2 separate regions of the Capra hircus genome follow, and region 2 is linked to region 1. A link is a contact called in public Hi-C data. All regions are on one chromosome and are shown on one strand. The core of a region is the stretch at or near the end of the contact, and the rest is flanking DNA. Distances in the headings are between cores, read along the strand shown. Region 1 has its middle 23 kb from the start of TMCC1. Region 2 has its middle 17 kb from the start of PLXND1.

Region 1 (4,981 bases), core at 803-3,302:
ATCCTAAAATTCCTAGGTAGAAGAAACAGAACAAGAATAAAGATGCTGGCTACATCAACTCTGTGTCCTCGTTATTCCCCAGGCTAGAATTCTCAGAAACATCTCTATGATACGGGAACTTCCCTGGTAGCCCAGTGACTAAGACTCTGCACTCCCAGCATAGGGGTCCCAGGTTCAATTCCTGGTCAGGAAACTAGATCCCACATGCCAGACTAAGAGTTCACATGCCTCCACAAAGATGGAAGACCCCACGTGCCACAACTAAGCCCCAGCGCAACCAGATAAATATACAGCATCTCTGTGAATCCTTCCGTTCTTGATTGTCAGCGGGGGGAAATGAAATCAATTGTGTTGGAGAAGACTCTTGAGAGTCCCTTGGACTGCAAGGAGATCCAACCAGTCCATTCTGAAGGATATCAACCCTGGGATTTCTTTGGAAGGAATGATGCTAAAGCTGAAACTCCAGTACTTTGGCCACCTCATGTGAAGAGTTGACTCATTGGAAAAGACTCTGATGCTGGGAGGGATTGGGGGCAGGAGGAGAAGAGGACAAGAGAGGATGAGATGGCTGGATGGCATCACGGACTCGATGGACGTGAGTCTGAGTGAACTCCAGGACTTGGCGATGGACAGGGAGGCCTGGCGTGCTGCGATTCATGGGGTCGCAAAGAGTTGGACATGACTGAGCGACTGAACTGAACTGAACTGAATAGTCAAAATAATGAAATGGATTGATTTTTACCCCCAAAGAGATATAACAATCTTCAAATCTAACGTTGGTTATTAGAATCGCCTTTGGAACCCAGGATGCTAAAACAATAAGTAAATAAAAAGTTCAAACCAAAATGTTTTGAGAAAAAAGAGGAGGCCGGGTTGAAATATATGGGTACCAAAGAATGCCAAAGAGTGAGTCATTTTGTAACAGTATGGCTGCTGATTGTCAGTCCATAAAAAATATGTTCCTGGCGTCAGTTCCCTGAATGCCTTAAATGCGACTCACTCAGCGATGGAACATTTTGTATTTGCTCTTTTTCTGTGTGGCATTGTCAAAAACATCATGCACAAAAGTACAAGACGAACCCCAGGAGTGGACTCGAATGTCAGCTACAGGCCTTAGGTGATGAGGCCCTGATGCAGAGCCATCAGCTGAAACCAGCTGGAACCCCGGCTGAAGTGTCACTTCTTCACAGTCCATTTCTTATCAGCCCCCCAACCCCCGTTCCATTCCTGGTTTGAGGCCTGGAGGATAGGGCCTTTTCCTGAGACTGCAGATTTATCTGTAGCCGGTAGGTGACACTGCAGTGCCAGAAATAGCCAGACTGGGCTGAGTGGACTGTGGCCCCAGAACCAACCAACCGAGTTTTCAAATAATCGAAACGTGTGCACATACAGTTCTAGAATCTTAGCATCGGCCAATTTGCAAGCTAAGACAGGAAATGCTGCACCCGAGCTCTGCGGGTAGGAAGTTCCAGTGGGTAGCTGGTTTCAAGAGGCGTTTATTCTGTGGTATATATGTGTGAATTAATTCCTTGCCGGTCAGTGAGGTTATTCAGTGAGCACCTACTAAGTGCCCGTGAGCTGTGTTAAATGCTGTAGATTCAGCTGTGACTAGGACTGACTGAATACATACCTGCCTTGGGGGAGTTTGGAGACAGAAATATCAACGAGCAATTTAAAGACTAAGAAAATTACAGGTTGTGATATCAAGGAAATAAACAGATTTATGTGATGGAGACAATGGAAGGAGAGAACTAGGTGAGGAGGTGAAGTTTCAAGGGGAAGGCTCCAAATTTCTCAGATAAGAGCAGGGTTTTAAAAGCAACCTCCAGATGGCCTGTGCAATCACGCTCACGGGCAAAGTTTAACGATGCCAGCAGTACGTGTTTTGCCTCTGTTACCCAGGTAGCAGGCCTGGAGGCAAAGGTGAGCTGTAAACACCAGGCTTCTTTGATTGAGAGGGGGCGGACGAAGCCACAGCCACTAACTAGAGACCAGTGCCTGGGAGCCCCTCCTGGCCCCCAGGACTGCGAGTGGTGGGGGAGCAGGAGGCCAGGGGCCTTAGGGTCTAGCAGGCAAACATCTGCCCAGTGTGACTGCAGACTTCCCACCTGGGGACGGCTGCCCTGCACGTCCCAGGGGAGAAGCTTGGCTTTACCCCCTCACTGCAGCTGACATTCATTTGCCCCTGGCAGATCTGCATATACTTGTCACACACAGACACACACACACACTCTCATACATGCACAGACTTGTTCACCCAAATGTTCACACCCACACATTCACAGTCCCATCCGATTCACCTACTCAGACTCCTGTGCTCACACATATATTTATACATGTGGTCATAGCTTACACACTCAAACTTTCATAGCCACACGGTCATTCATTTATCTTCATAATTACACACCCTCAAACATATATACTAGGTGCTAGGTGCTCAGTCGTGTCTGACTCTGCCACCCCATGGACTGTAGCCTGCCAGGCTCCTCCGTCCGTGGGATTCTCCAGACAAGAATATTGGAGTGGGTTGCCATTTCCTTCTCCAGAGCATCTTCCCGACCCAGGGATCAAGCCCGTGTCTCCTGCATTGGTAGGCAGATGCTTTACCACTGAAGGGGGCAGCAGAGGATGAGATGGCTAGATAGCATCACCGACTCGATGGACATGAGTTTGAGCAAACTCCGGGAGAGAGTGAGGGACAGGGAAGTCTGGTGTGCTGTAGTCCATCGGGTCACAAAGAGACGGACACAACAATAAACATATACACTCACACCTTTAAACTCATGTAGTCACTAATATAGACACTAGTATAGTCACACAATTTTATACTCAAACATACTTAAATCTGCTCCCAAACATATACCCTCAAACATTTACACACACTTCCACTTGCACCTACTCAGTTATACACATTCACACATACAAACATTCACACATGTTGATGTATCTGTGCACGTTGATTCACACACATGTAATTAATGTAATTGTAATTGTGTAAGCACTCATACACTTACACACGTACTCAAATGTTCTACACCTCACACACATTCATATTCACAACACACAGTTTCACACACCCACTCTGCATTCCCTGACGTACATATATCCCACACATTCATACCTCACCCATTCACAGACACTTTCACACACACTTGCCAACATGTCTGCTTATACACATAGCCATATACATACACACACACAAACATTCACACATGTTTATACTCAAGCTCACGTATGTACACATGTATACTTACACACTCAAACATGGCATACACTCACACACGCATGTAGCTACACACACAGACATTTGCGAGGTCACATGCTCACTCATATAAGGAGATGTGCTCAGCTGTCTAGCCATTCAGTAGCATCTAAAGACCTCTCCTCTGCGGTCTTCTGTGTGCTGCCTGTGTCAGGGAGTTAGTGTGCTGACCAGATGACGAGAAACTGCCCAGGAACAGGTTTGGACACTGCCAGGCTCTGTACCCACCACATCTCCCCTGGACAGTGTTTCCTCACTGCCCACCTCAGGGGCCCTGGGAAAAGTCCTGGGCTGAGAGGTGCAGCAGCTGGGGCCAGACCCGCTGGGAACAGCCACAGCTGTCACAGATCCAGCCAAGGGCCAGGCATGTGGTCTGATAGGTGGGAAGCCACATAGGGATTCCGGGGACCAGAGGCTACAGAATCACTGTTTACTGCTCCCCCAGCCGAGCGTTACAACTTTGTACAAATAAAGAAACATTTGTTGAAAGGGAAAGTCGCTCAGTCGTGTCCGGCTCTTTGCGACCCCATGGACTATACAGTCCATGGAATTCTCCAGGCCAGAATACTGGAGTGGGTAGCCTTTCCCTTCTCCAGGGAATCTTCCCAACCCAGGGATCGATCCCAGGTCTCCCGCGTTGCAGGCGGATTCTCTACCAGCTGAGCCACATGGAAAGCCCAAGAATACTGGAGTGGGTAGCCTATCCCTTCTCGAGGGGATCTTCCCGACCCAGGAATCAAACCGCGGTCTCCTGCACTGCAGGAGGATTCTTTACCAACTGAGCTATCAGGGAAGCAAACATTTGTTGAGGGCTTTTTAAAAAATCATTTATTTGTTTGGCTGTGCTGTTCTTTGTTGCTGTGTGGGCTTTTTCTCTAGTTGTGGTGAGCAGGGGTTACCCTCTAGTTTCGGTGCACGGGCTCCAGAGTGTTTGGGCTTCAGCAGTTGCAGCTCCCAGGCTCCAGGATAAAGGCTCAGTAGTTGTGGCACACGGGCTTGGTTGCTCTGCATCATGTGGGATCTTTCCAGATCAGGGATTGAACCTCCGTCTCCTGCATTAGCAGGTAGATTCTTTACCACTGAGCCACCAGGGAGACCCTGTAGAGGGCTTATTTTAGGGACCAGAAGCCACAGATCATCTGATGGACCACAGACCATCTCAGTCTACAGGCTCTTTCGTTTGGGCAGCACGTGAAAAATTTTTTAATCTCAAGATCTCTGTGGGAGGGGAGAGTGCTTCCAGAAGAATGGAGTAAGGACCTCTGAAAATCCAGCCCTCTGTAAGGACAATGAGGATGTTGGCAAAAGTAGTCAAAATCAACTTTTTCAGTGTTCTGGAAATTAACCAAAGTCTTACAGCATTCCCAGGAACATTTATTTTAAGAAAAACAAACTGAGTAAGAGCCGTGAACTTTTGTGGCTGTTATCCAAGTCCATCTTCTCTTCCCAGCTCTTCAGTAGCCTTGAAAACCAACAGTTTCACAAATCATAATAGCCAGGAAAAACAGTCATTTAACAGCATCTGAAGGGGGAAGGAGGGCTTGGTGCTCCCTAAAATGTCCTGTCCCTGGGGCTTTGTCATTATTTGACCTGCTGGAAGTTACCTGGACATCTCTGCTCCCACAGCTTGTCTTTATTTGACCTGACTCAGCTCTGTCAGTGTGAACAGCCTTTTCCCTAGGGAACTTTGGTCAAAAAAAGAAAGAAAGAAAGAAAGAA
Region 2 (5,336 bases), core at 328-2,827, 190 kb after region 1:
GAAAAGGAAGGAGTCCTGGGGGAACGTTAACCATGTTCCCTCCGTTTGCGTTTTACACCGGAAGTCAATAGTAATCCATCAGAAAGAGTTATTTTTTGTTGCCACCTGGTGACTGGCATTATTATGTGTGCATGATTCCATTTTTCTTAATAAAAGTTAAAGACATGATTACTCTCTGTTAGTTGACAAAAGGATTGGGTTCTCCTGCCATTTTGCTGCAAGCAAGAAATGGAAGCCACTGGACCGGCCAAAGGATTTATCTCCCAGTGCTGGCAGCCCTTAGAGCCTTTCTCCCTCTCCAGACCCAGCACAGGACTTCCCCTGGCCTTGCCAGCTGGGGGCATTTGCCATTGTTTCCCAAAGCAAGAAGCTGTTTCCTCAAGGAGTCATTTGAAACCCTTGGTGAATGGCTGGGGAGCAGCCCTTGGCCAAAGGACCTGCACAAATGGGTTCAGGCCAGGAAGAATGAAAAAGAAAGACTCCATCTCAGGCTGTAAGTGCATTCTCTGGCCCGCTCCGCCTCTCCCACACACCCTGCCCAGAATCTGCTACCTTGCAGTAGAGAAGACCTGAGTGGGACCTGCCCCGGGGACGTGTGGTTAAGGAGGGTGAGGCTGCAACTCTTCACATGCATCTTTTTCAAATACTTCAGCCTGAGAAGGCTTAGTGAATGCATTTCATTTAACATAAAAACAAACAACTAAATGTGATCCGGGATTTGGAATGCAGATGGGGTACGGGAATGCTATAAAAGGCCTCGTTGGGACAACTGGCAATATTTGAATAATATTTTGCCGAGTATATAAGTCTTGCATCACCATTACATCGCCTGATCTTGAAAGCCCTACTGCGGTTGTGTAATAGGATGTCCTTGTTCTTGGGAAACACACACTGAAGGATTTAGGGTTCAAGGGGCAGCACGACTGCAATTTACTCTCCCCATGCTTGGGGGAGAACTTGAATATACATAGAGGGGGGTCCGAATGCTAACACTTGATGAATCTTAGTTAAGAAAGTCCTAGAGTCCTCTGTACGAGTCTCAGAATTTTTCCGTAACTTCAAAAACGATTCAGAAAAAGACTCTGGCGCTTCAAGCCCGGTCTCTGTTGCCGCCTAGCGGCTACTGAGGGGATCGCACCCTCCCTGGCGAAGACGTTTAAACTCCCGGCCTCCGGCAGCGGCTCCCGGCGGATCAGAGATTCCCGCCCAGGGCATCCATCCCTGGCTGGGCAGGTTTGATTTTCCAATCCTAGGTCCATCCGCCATCTGTGAACCATTGCAGGCGCCTTTCTTGTGCAACCAAGGTGAGGTCACGGTAATGTTGGTTGGAGAGGAGTCAGTTTCAGAGCGTCTTCCAACCCAGATGCTTTCTGCAACCAGGGAAAGCGAGGCCGGGAGAGGGAACGTCGTCGTCGAGCATAGCTGGAAACGAAGCCTTCCTGACTTCTCTGTTCTCAGCAAACTGCCGGCCCGTCTCTTCATCGAGTTTGACTCAGATGCAGCCCCTAAACTCTGGGCTCCCACGAGTCGGCTCTCTGACTTCACTCCCTCCCACCAGGCGCCTCCGCCAGCCGGCCTCGTACGGGGTCTCGGTCCACACGGCTCCTCTGCCCCGACTGCGCCCCACCCCGTCCCCCCGGGCTGCCTCTTTCTCCCGTGCTTTCTGCCAGGACGTCACCTGCTCAGAGCCTCCGGTGACCACCCCTCTCGTTGAGCCTTCCCTCACCGGTCTCCCAGCTTGTGCAACCGTGCAGTCACCTACTTGTCGTCTAAACGATGCTCTGCGCCCCCTCTGCCCCCGCCCCACACTGGAATGGGAGCCCCCTGCAGACGAGACCCTCTCTGGTTTCCCTCGTTCAAAGCGGGGGCGCTGGCAAGGACAGCGAGGTTTGCCCCGTCTCCCTGATTCCCCAGCTTTGCAGCCACGTGACCCTCGGCGAGGGACTGTCTCCTGCCACCCCACCCACCCACCCGCCAGCGGCGTCTGTGATTTCGGAGGGGCCCAAAGCCCCAAGGGGAAGGGGGAGCGGGTGGCGGAGTGACCTCTGGGGACGGCGCGGCGGGGCGCGCGGGGCTCGGTCCCCGGCGCTGGCCTCCCTCCTGCAAACGAGGAGGGGAGGACACGGGCAAGGGGAGGCGCCACTGCGCGACCCGGGGGACCCCCAGCCCCGGGCCCGCGGAGGGTCCCTCCCCCGGGACAATGTGGGGCGGGGCCGGAGCGGACGTGCGGACAATGGCCCTCGCCCACCCGGCGCCGCTTCCGGCCTTTCACCAGCCCCGGCGGGCGGGAGCGGGCACCGGGGAGGCCGGCGCGGCTCTCGGGGCCACGCGTCCCGGCCCGGGAGGGACTAGGCGGCACCCGCGCGTGGAGACTTCCGCGGCCCGCACGACTGCGGCGCCCTAGGAGATGAGTACCCCCCTGCCCCGTCCCGCAAGTGGCCGACAAGGGGAGTGGTGGCTTTAAAAAAAAAAAAGGTTTTGCTTTGTTTTTTTATTATCGAGATATAATTTAGCTAGAGGGAAATGGACAGATGTCAAACGTGAATGTTTACAGGGTTATACCCTGGAGAAGGAAATGGCCACCTAGCCCAGTATTCTTGCCTGGGAAATCCCATGGACAGAGGAGGCTGGGGGGACTACAGTCCATGGGGCCCCTAAGAGAATGAGCGACTGAAAAACGACAACTATCCTTATTCATGAGGGCTCCACCTTCACGACTACTCACGCTGCGAAAGATCCCCCCTCCTAATGCAATCACATTGTGGATTAGGACTTAACAGATGAATTTGAGAGGGGGACCGCGTTTGACCCACGGCAGAGCCTCCGGAAGAGTCATTGAAAAACAAATGAGGAAAGAGGGGAATGAACACAGGTGCTGTCCAGAAGCCCAGGATGTGGGAGGCAGGCAGCAATCTCATGCATCCTGCAGGCAGGCAGGCCCTGCTCAGGCCATGCTGCGGAGCCACCTCCTGAACCTGGGCGGCACCTGGAGGCCCCGCCCTGCCTCCCTTGTGCTCTGAGTTTTGGAAGATGGGGAGGTGGGGCTAGGAGGAGCCTGCCTCCCAGTGTTCAGCAGGTCTTCGTTGCACATGTGCTGTGTGCGGGCCACTCTGGCACAAAGCACCAGCCACTGCCCTGGTGGAGGTGCCAGTCCGTCAGGAGAGGTGGTTGACAGCCCCGATGAGCCGATGAGCCGGGAGCGCCCCTGTGGAGGGGGCCGTGGCAGCAGACATTCGAGTGATGAGAAGGCAGCAGCCCCGGGGGAAGGGCGTAAGAGGCAGAGGGAACAGCAAGGGCCAAGGCCGGGGGCTGAGAGAATGGCAGGTGGACTGAAGAGAGAGCGCAGGGGCAGCAGGAGGGGTCAGGACCGGCCAGGGCGCCAGGGGAGAGGGCACCTTGGTTGGCTTCGGGGGCAGAGACAGAGTACCACCGCATGGCAACAGAAATTTCTTTTCCTGCAGTTCTGGAGGCTGGAGTGCTTCCCTGATGGCTCACACAGAAAACCATCTGCCTGCAACTGGACCCCTGGGTCAGGAGGATCCCGTGGAGAAGGGAATGGCTTACCCACGCCAGTATCCTTGCCTGGGAAAGCCCACGGGCAGAGGAGCCTGGCGGGCTACAGCCCATGGCGTCGCAAAGAGCCCCACCGGGCTCACTGGAGGCCACAAGTCCAAGGTCAAGGCGTCAGCGGGTTTGCCTTCCCCTGACGTCTCTCTCCTTGGCCTGCAGATGGCCCCCTTATCACTCTGTGCGGAGACTTGTCTGTGCCCCAATCTCTTCTTATAAGGACACTGGTCCCGTTGGCCTGGGGCCCACCCATATGACCTCAACTTAATCACCCCCTTGAAAGGCCCTGTCTCCAAATCCAGTCACATTCCGAGGTGCTGGGGGGTGGGACTTGAGGATGTGAATCTGGGGACACAATTCAGCCCCTGACAGATGGCTTTTGCTCTCGGGGAGGTGGGGGCCTGGCTGAGTGTTGTGCGAGAAGAGACAAGATCTGATTTGCATATTAATAAGGATCCCTCTGGCGCCAAGGCGGGCGGGGAATAGACTGGGTGGGGGGGAGGAGGATGGGGGTGCTGAGACCAGTGAGGTGGCTACTGCCCAGTCCAGGCTGGAAGCTGGTGGCCGGACCTGGGTGGCATGGTGGGTGGGGGGCAGCAGCCAGACTCTTTGTTCCAGGGTGTGGAGCCAGGAGGTTTTCCCAAAGGACGTGGCTGGGAGGGTGCAGCAGAGGAGGGGTGGGGGTGGGGCTCTGGCTTCCTTATCCAGCAGGTGCCTACTGTGTGCAGCCCTGCCCCCGAGGAGAGGAGAGGCAGGCGAGGCCCGGGCCTGCTGACTCCAGCTGACTTCTCCTCCTCTGGCACTTCCTTCCCAGCTCCTGGCTGTGGATCCTGACCCCCCCACTTGGACAAACATCTTGCGGCCGTTTCCTCCTCGCCTGCCCGGAGCCCCGGCCCAGCCTGAACAAACACTCGGGACCTGTGCTTCCGGCCTCAGCTCTGGGAAAAGCCCGGCCAGGGGCCGCTGGGGTCAGCCCCGGAGGGAAGTGGGAAGCGGGGCGCCGGGGCCCCCACATGGGGTCCGGCGTGGCCGGCCTTGGGCGCATCCTGTGCTTCATTGACCCCATCCATAAAATGGGCCTAATCACGCCCACCTCAGAGGCCCCTAGGGAGACAAGATGCACCCTCTGGGCCTGGCACGAGACAGGGACACTGCCCACGGGGCCGTGAGAGGCCTGGGATGGCGGGAGGCTCCAGGGGACTCGCCCGAGGGACCACAGTGCCAGGAGGGGCCAGACTTAACCCTCCTCCTGTGGCCTCCCACTTCTTGTTCCCATTTCTGAAAAGTGTCCCACCAGGCTGCCGCTCCAGTCCTGGCCCGACAGAGCCTCCCGTGTGTCGCTATCAGAGTTTAGGAGCCAGGCCGGGGGTGCGGCAGGAGTGGACAGACAATTCTTGCCAATGCAAATAGGCGGAGATGGCTGATTGTGAGGAGCGAGCTCCCGGTTGCTGGACGTATGAGCAGAGCCAGCCGGAAGTGCAGGAGGCAACCCCTGCCAACACTTACTCCTCCGTACCTGCTCCCAGTGCCCCGTGGACTGGGGGCAAGCTAGTGCGTTCTGAGGGTCACAAAGATCCAGGTTCCAATCCCAGCTCCGCTGTATGCCCAGCCCCTCAGTTTTATGGGTGTGAAGGGGTCTGAGTGAACTGGCCAGGGAAGGCAACTGGCCCCCACGGTTCTCACCCCACTGAGGGGCTGGCGGAGGCTCAGGTCCAAGGGGCGCGGGGTCTCTGCAGGGGATGGGGGTGGCGCCTCCTCCACTCAACCCC

Evidence for each region. Hi-C and Micro-C count contacts between places; a contact is called where the count stands out from the background.
Region 2: a contact with region 1 is called in a Hi-C map of blood, with 4 times the contacts expected there. The contact joins two enhancer-like sites. A contact is called at or near these places in 2 of 5 Hi-C or Micro-C datasets (both in blood).

The regions. Positions count from the first base shown.
Region 1 is chr22:55,904,254-55,909,234 of ARS1.2, forward strand. No RefSeq gene overlaps it. Among named protein-coding and RNA genes, the nearest start is that of TMCC1, 23 kb to the right of the region's middle. Within about 2 kb of position 2,053, at least 1 of the 5 cell types and tissues checked has an H3K27ac peak or open chromatin away from gene starts, as enhancers often do.
Region 2 is chr22:56,096,409-56,101,744 of ARS1.2, forward strand. No RefSeq gene overlaps it. Among named protein-coding and RNA genes, the nearest start is that of PLXND1, 17 kb to the right of the region's middle. Within about 2 kb of position 1,578, at least 2 of the 5 cell types and tissues checked have an H3K27ac peak or open chromatin away from gene starts, as enhancers often do.